Regions from separate parts of the Bicyclus anynana genome. Here region 1 is linked to region 2. A link is a contact called in public Hi-C data. All regions are on one chromosome and are shown on one strand. Each heading gives the region's core, a stretch centred on a gene start, on an enhancer-like site or on the middle of the called end of the contact. The rest is flanking DNA. Distances are from core to core; before and after follow the strand shown.

Region 1 (4,076 bases), core at 515-3,014, 37 kb before region 2:
TCATTATCAACTCAAATTCGGTTCACTGCTGAGCTCGCGTCTCCTCTCTAACGAGAGGGGTTAGGCCAATAGTCCACCACGCTGGCCCAACGCGCATTGGCAGACTTCACACACGCAAAGAATTAAGATAATTCTCTGATATGCAGGTTTCCTCACGATGTTTTTTGTTCACGGTTTGAGACACGTGATATTTAATGTCTTAAAAATATTTGACTTAATTTAATTTAATTTGTTCCCAGTCTTGCACTTAGCACGGTCTCCATATTATTTTCATAGCTGGTTGAATAAATTTGAAAGTTGCTAATTACCGAGGCATAAGGAAGGCCGGTAGGTATAATGTTCATATCGAGACACGAGCCATCGCGCATCGCGTATGGAGTGGTGTTAGGCTACGAACACACTGATGCGTCCAATTTTGCGTTTTAGACCTTTTATTCTAAGTGCTGTAACTTCTAAAAAATATATCGGTCGTTTTCGTTAGATTCTCAAAAAGCAAACTGTGTGGCAATCCCATATTTATCGATTTTCTTAATTATTCTTTTGTGACTAGGTATCTTTTTTATTCAACTTGCTTTTTCTTTTTTCTAAAATTACACTTATTAACTGTATTTTATTAGTGATAAAATTATTTACTAATATAGTTTTTACTGTCCTTCCCTCATAAGGGTCTGACAGAATACCAGATTTGTGGGCACTGATGTACTCACAATAATATAAGCTGAGTCAGGTCCATTTTATTGGCACAACACATTTACTAGTATTGTCATTAAATAGTTTTCTTCTCTAACATTAGTAATGCGTAGATAATGCATTTTTGCATCTATAAATACTGATACTAAGAAGTTAGTCAATACTGATACTATACGTCGAGCGTTCGTGATGAGTAATGTTTACTATCAAAGAAATTAGAAATGAAGGTAGAAAACGCATGTCATTTCATAACTTACTTATTTTAAAATATGCATGTTTTGTTTATAAAATGTTATATATAAAATATATTAACCATATCTAATTGTTCTAAACTTATTAATTAATTTATTTTTCATTCATTTAAGAACAAGTTAATTATATTAGGTGTGAAATGACTAGAAATTTTTAATTTGTTAATGGGGATGATGAGTAGGTTTAAATATATTGATTTTTATGATATATTCGGGTAAATAAGGTCATTGTTAACTAATTTATACATAAAAAGCAAAGATTGTCTGGATATTTGCAAAATAAATAAGATTATAAAATTTCAAATTCTATTAAAAATCTTTTATCGTGATTAGATGAAAATTCATATTAGCTTCCTTACATTAAATGTGACATTTTTCAATAAATGAACTATAAACATGAACGCACAAATAACAAAGATATTGGCAATTTTGTTCGAACGCCCATACAAATCTAACGATCATTATGCATCTACAACGTCATTAGTTCGTACCATTTTGTATGGGGCGTTTTTCTGGGATCCGCGGCAGCGCAAATCTGACCCTTTAAATCCCTGTAGCTCCGAAAGTAATGATCGCAGATACCCTGTTACTTTTACAAAATTGCTTTACTATTAGCATACTCCTAATTTATATACAATTTAAAAAACAGTCATCATCCCTATTGGTAAACAGTGCTCATCAAGAAAGGCTTTAGTATAGTGTTAACGTCAACAGGTAGAAAACAAAATGAAAGTTAAAACGCAATATTGAACGCGTCAGTGTGGCCGTGCCTTTACCTCGCACCTTATCAGTGTAGGAGCAACGTCTCCTGTGTAACCGGTTCGGCCGAATCTTGTTCCGAAACACTCGAGCGTTCGACTTTTCAACGCCCCTTTTGAACTTAATGTACAAACTTCGTACCTATCGCATTTTGTACAAAATCGGAATGGATACCAATTTATGAATTTACCTGTGTGGGAACTGGTTCACTCTTAATATAAGTATAGTAGTATGGTAACCGACGCCCCGCGGTTTTACCCGCATAGTTTCCGTTTCCGTAGGAATACTGGGATAAAATATAGCCTATAACATTCACAAATAATGTGGCTTTCTACTGGTAAAATAATTTTTAAAATCATTTTAGTAGATCCATTGATTACCCCGATTATTGTAGGGACAATACCACAAATTTTATCTCTTTGTTTCATTAACATACTACAAATAGGTATATATTTTTTATTCTCTATAAGTTAGGCATTGACTACAATCTCATCTGATGGTAAGTGATGATGCAATCTAAGATGGAAGCGGGCTAACTTGTTAGAAGTAGAATGGACCTTACTTGTTAGGAGTAGGACGGAAATCCACACCCATTTCAGTTGCTACGAGATATCGTATCGGAACGCTGAATTGCTTGGTGTACGTCTTTGCCGGTAGGGTGTAATTAGCCACGATCGAAGCCTCCAGCTAGATCTGGACCAACCAAGAAAACCTCAACGGGGATCGAACCCAGGACCTCCACCATTGCGCTACGGAGGGCGTAATTTCATTTAGCCGATTTACCTGAATAGTAAATATTATAAAGCTGAAGAGTTTGTTTGAACGCGCTAATCTCAGGAACTACTGGTCTGATTTGAAAAAATCTTTCAGTTTTAGATAGCCATTTATCTAGGAAGGCTATAGGCTATATTTTATCCCGGTATTCCTACGGAAACGGGAACCACGCAGGTGAAACCGGGCGTCTACTAGTAAATAGTATAAATTATTGTTGATCATTAGTATAGATTAATCGGTGCAGAATAGCCGATTAATTACGTGTTACAAATTCGGAAACTGGTACATTAAAAGTCAACATAACTCTAAGCATAAACGTTCCATATCTTTAATCAGATAAGATTGTAATCAAACTAGTAGCGTAAGCGCGGTTTTGCCGTAAAAATGGCTTGTGACTAAAACGAGATCATATCTAATTTATCTAGCAACACTTTATATTTAAACGAATTTTATGATAGTATTATGCAAAACGTTTCACATCATCATATCAACCGATGGACGTCCACTGCAGGACATAGGCCTTTTGTAGGGACTTCCAAACATCACGATACTGAGCCACCCGCATCCAGCGAATCCCTACGACTCGCTTGATGTCGTCAGTCCACCTGGTGGGGGGTCGACCAACACTGCGCTTTCTAGTGCGGGGTCGCCATTCCAGCACTTTGGGACCCCCAACGTCCAACGCCTCTTCAGCTTCGCAACTCGTTGAGCTATGTCGGTGACTTTGGTTCTTCTGCGGATCTCCTCATTTCTGATTCGATCACGCAGAGATACTCCTAACATAGCTCGTTCAATCGCCCGCTGTGTGACTCTGAGCTTTCTTATGAGGACCATAGTTAACGTTTGACAATCTGACTTATATTGGACACAAAATGAGAGCTTTTGTCATTTTAAAAATACTGAAGGTTTGTCGATAGCCCAGTGGATATGACCTCTGGCTCCGATTCCGGAAGGTGTGGGTTCGAATCCGGTCCGGGGCATGCACCCCCACTTTTCAGTTGTGTGCATTCACAGAGTAAATATCATACAGAGTGAGTCTTTACAAGCAGCAACATGATGCCGCTGAAACCCATAAAAAAACAAACGTCTCCTTGACATCCGCATATACAAACTTTTCCAAAATTTGTATTTCAAAATTTAACACTAACAACAATATTACGTAAATTAATATAATAATCAATAAATACCAATAAAAATACTCCATCTTATTTCTTTAGTTTTTGAGAAAAAATTTTAAAATATTTAAAAACATATGACGCCATTTTCGTGTATAATATTGAAAGTTACTGATGCGACGCTTCGTGTCGTACTGACTCGAGAATGTATTAGTTTTTGAATTTTGTATTTGGAGCGGCTACGACACCATCGTGTTCCGTGCGCTCCATCTGCCTTTTATTGATTAATCTGTGTGTGTATTTTAAGAAATTAAATATCATGTGTCTCAAACTGTGAAAGAAAATATCGTGAGGAAACCTGCATACCAGAAAATTTTCTGCTAATCCGCATTGGGCCAGCGTGGTGGACTATTAGCCTAAGCACTGTCATTCTGAGAGAAGACTCGAGCTCAGCAGTGAGCCGAACATGGGTTGATAATGATGATGA
Region 2 (4,261 bases), core at 1,045-3,544:
ATAAAAACTTAATACTTTTCTAATAAGAAACTATAGACAGAGATACAAAGTTTAATCAGATGCAGGTATTCCATTGGATCAGTTTTTTAAACTACTAGGCTAGAAGGTCTAGAGCTATAGATCAAGAGGTTCTGAATCCTTGGATTTAGCTTAGTGACTGATATTCTCTTTCTTTTAAAATAAATTGAAGAATACTAGCTGAGTTCATTGTGGGTTTAATTGGTTTGAGACAAGAGTTAGAAATTTTTAAACCTCGAGATGATAATTTTTAGTAACCATCATCATGACTTTACATTATTGTTTAGAACAAACAAACCATTTTAATTTTAAATGAAATAAAATGGTTTTGACTTTTGAAGCTGCTTAAAATTGAGAAGGTCTACGACCTGTCTGTCCCTGTCTTTATCACTAACCCTTTGGCCTGTTTCACCACATTCTGAAAAGTGTAGACAAAAATTGCAGTTCAGATAGTATAAACAAAAATTTTGTCAAAGACAAAATTTGTGAATAAGCTATCCTACACTTAAGTAACAGAAGGTGATGATTATATAATGATTTATTTATTTTGCTATCATCCGCGAAAAGTCGACGAACCCATGCGACAACGTCACCCAGGTCCGACAAAATACTCTCTACGTACGTTTCACCCCGAAACCGGAGCATCCTCAGGAGATGTTGACTCTACAACGTGCAATTGCAAAGAAACGTACGTAGAGAGTATTTTGTCGGACCTGGGTGACGTTGTCGCATGGGTTCGTCGACTTTTCGCGGATGATAGCAAAATAAATAAATCATTATATAATCATGATGAACTTCCGCAAAGTAACGCCTGCTTCTATCCAATATTTAAAAGAAGGTGATGAAACCCTTGAAATCTTAATGTTTAGCCTAAAACAAATTGGAGATGCATAGTAGATTTAACCTCTTAATAAGTGGGACTTTAAAATAAGCGAATGATGACTAAGAACAACATAATGATTTTAAAATAATATTGGCTACATCTTCATGACAATCACGCTTGATGGAAAACTGTGACAAGGTCTAAGTTAGGAAGCGCTTGCCAAGAAATACTTATTCGCTTTATCCTTGAAGATCCTTAGGTCATGGGAAGACCTCTTAGGCGCAGTAGAGACCTTATTTATGTCCAAGAGGACCTGGACTTTGCTCCCAGGTATTTATAATTTTTTATTGATTGTAGGTTTCGTCCGAGGCTAGTTATATCCCTGCTGTCACAGACGTCACGCCAAACGGTTCCGGTACGGAGTATAAAGCCTTAGAGATAGCCTGTTATAAAACTACAATCTCTTTACATCAGTAAAACTTGCAGTAGGTATAATGCTAGCAAACGAGAAAACAATATTAATAGTTAACAAGAAAAAGAATTAAAAATGTTGAAAAACCCTCGACAGTTATTCCTAACACCCTTCTTATTTACACCGGGCTGTAAAAAGGATAATTTTTGAAGGAACCCAACAAATTACTAACCCATCCAGAACTCTTACTCATGAACCTGTTTGCAGCAGTTTGAAGTTGAATTTTACTACCAGTAAGATTTGAGCGTAACATTTAGGTACGTAGACGCAGATAGGTACATATTACTTAACGCAAGATTATGTATTACGGAACCTATTAACTTAGATAATAACTAGGCAGTCTTTCATTTATAAAGCATTGAATTAGCAAGTAAATAAAACAATCTCCAACCGTAAGTACTAAGTAGATATTAACAAGGATTTAACTTAGCAAACTACTGATTAACCTAACAGCCATTACAGTCGGAGTTATTTTTAGATTCCGCACAGAGATGACTTAGGTCTGTCGTAATGTAAATGAAATGAATGCAGTGTGTTTGTGAGTGGACGACTTCGCCGGCGGGAAACAATGCACGTATGTATTATCTAAATGACATAACCTATAACTGAATACCAAACACAATAAATATTTAAAGGAAATATAAAACATATCTTACCGAGCACACGGCGAAACTTCCACGTTACCCAAATCATTGTAAAAACCACTGATTATGATTTCGAATTGAGGTTATGTTGCGCGGTTGTCAATTGTCATTGTCACATCATTTTGACAGGTGTAGTGAATACCACCTGTGGCAGAGTTTACGGCACATTGAATCCCTGTTTTGAATGTTCTGTCGGGTTATTGTCATAGTTTAGGGAGTGGAAAAGAGCACTTTGCGTCTTGGCATCCCGGCCAATGGACGTTGTACGCGTCAAGGTCACTGGAGGCGGCGCCGGGTATAGAACGGTGGATACGCGCGGCTCCCTCGCCGCCCGTATAGCAACTAAACTAAACAGAAACAGAGACTGTAAGCGGGCTTGATGCGCCGATAAGCGGTATATGGTATAAATAAAAACGCCGCGTTGTGAATATGAATGAATGCGCAGCACGCCCCATAGTTTTAGATGTGGGTGAAAACGATTTTGAATCATGTCTGTAAGATAAGTAAAATATATACGTAGGTAGGTTATCGCTTGCCAGAGCATGCGGGTTACGTGATTTTTGTGTAATCCTCATATACCTACCTACCTACCTACGTTTGCATCACCACTGGTGATGAACAACACCAGGGTTCCCAACTTAGGGGTTTTCCCCCAGATTTAGGGGACAAATAAGTGAAATGGGATTTTTTTAGGGGTCTGAAATTTTTAGGGGTATTTTCAGGGATTTATTGACTCTTTAATATTTTTAAATTGATGATAATTATAATATTTCTTTCTTGACCTAGCGATTTATAATGACATATAATACGTTATTCTACAACCACTCTGAGGCCACTGGCGGCAATTTTCATCGAATAAAAAAGTTGTTAAATTTATTCAGTGTATGATTTCAAAAAATCTGAATCTTCAGATAAAGACGTAATATTTTGTCTGTATTAAATATAGACTTTTGAAAGATATTACTGCATATTAATTGATTATGAAACACGGCTAAAACTCACGTGATATTACGTCGGAGTATGCCCGACTAGTTTCATAATCAATTAATATGAATAACACTCACGATAGTTTAAATTCTAAAATATTACTGCATATTATTTCTAAATTTATTTTTATTTTCAAATTATTATGAATTTATATTTTCTAGGGGGACAACTCAATAATTAAGGCGATTTTAGGGGTTTTTGACACAAACTTTAGGGATAAATATTTTGGAGAGTTGGTAACACTGAACAACACATACACCACGAAGACCACAGAAATTTTAAACTATAGATAGGTTACGTGTCTACAAAATCACAGCGCACACGTGCACAATTTTGTGCTTACTTACGTTATATATTTATGTAAGTAGGTATATTTAGTTTTTATTTCCTGAACACACAACTCCACATAATACACAATATTTAGGTATTATTTGTTTAAATAACGTTCGTAGTAGTAATTAATATAAGTAAAAATAATAAATTAATTTAGTCGCAAAGTAAACTACTATGCGACTAAATTAAATTAATACTATTGTGCATATTTGTCCTCCTCAGTTTTAATGCGCTTGTGCCTTAGCTCTAGCACAGTAGATATAACAAGGTTCTAGTGTAAAATAACGTTGAGGCAGACACTCAGGGATTCTTAAGTCATATTGAACAGCCCACTCACTAGGTACATTGCCTTGCCATTCTTCAAAGGGAATTGGATTTTAATTCCGTCACGATGCGCTGGTCCAATGCTTACAATATTTTTGTAAGCATTCAAGCATCAATGATTTAATATTTTCTTCATTGGGCCAATTTGTGGGATTTAACATTTTCAACATTGGACCAATTTGTGGGATTTAATATTTTCAACATTGGACCAATTTGTGGGATTTAATATTTTCAACATTGGACCAATTTGTGGGATTTAATATTTTCAACATTGGACCAATTTGTGGGATTTAACATTTTCAACATTGGACCAATTTGTGGGATTTAATATTTTCTACATCGGACCAATTTGTGAGATTTAATATTAAAAAAAATTAAATATCACATGTCTCAAACGGTGATGGAAAAATATCGTGAGGAAACCGGCACACCTGCTGAGAAATTTCTTAATCCTCTACGTGTGTGAAGTCTACCAATCCGCACTGGGCCAGCGCGGTGGACTATTGGCTTAACCCCTCTCAATCTGAGAGGAGACTCGAGATCAGCAGTGAGCCGAATATGGGTTGTTAATGATGGTGATGATGACATTGGGTCAGATCTGGTGATAAACTTAGACTGTGGTATTACCACCCTACCGACAAAGACGTATCGCCTAGTGAT

What was found. A called contact is a pair of places that touch in the nucleus more often than the background predicts.
Region 1: a contact with region 2 is called in a Hi-C map of whole larva, with 7 times the contacts expected there. The contact joins the enhancer-like site here to the promoter of LOC112046535 in region 2. A contact is called at or near these places in 2 of 2 Hi-C or Micro-C datasets (whole body and whole larva).

The regions. Positions count from the first base shown.
Region 1 is chr19:10,474,494-10,478,569 of ilBicAnyn1.1, reverse strand. All of the region lies in intron 1 of LOC112046535 (cGMP-dependent protein kinase, isozyme 2 forms cD4/T1/T3A/T3B), which reads right to left. Among protein-coding and RNA genes, the nearest start is that of LOC112046535, 37 kb to the right of the region's middle. Within about 2 kb of position 1,764, at least 8 of the 8 cell types and tissues checked have open chromatin away from gene starts, as enhancers often do.
Region 2 is chr19:10,437,677-10,441,937 of ilBicAnyn1.1, reverse strand. It overlaps LOC112046535 (cGMP-dependent protein kinase, isozyme 2 forms cD4/T1/T3A/T3B), which reads right to left and starts at 2,294. Exons shown (of 12, transcript XM_024083203.2): 1 at 1,970-2,294.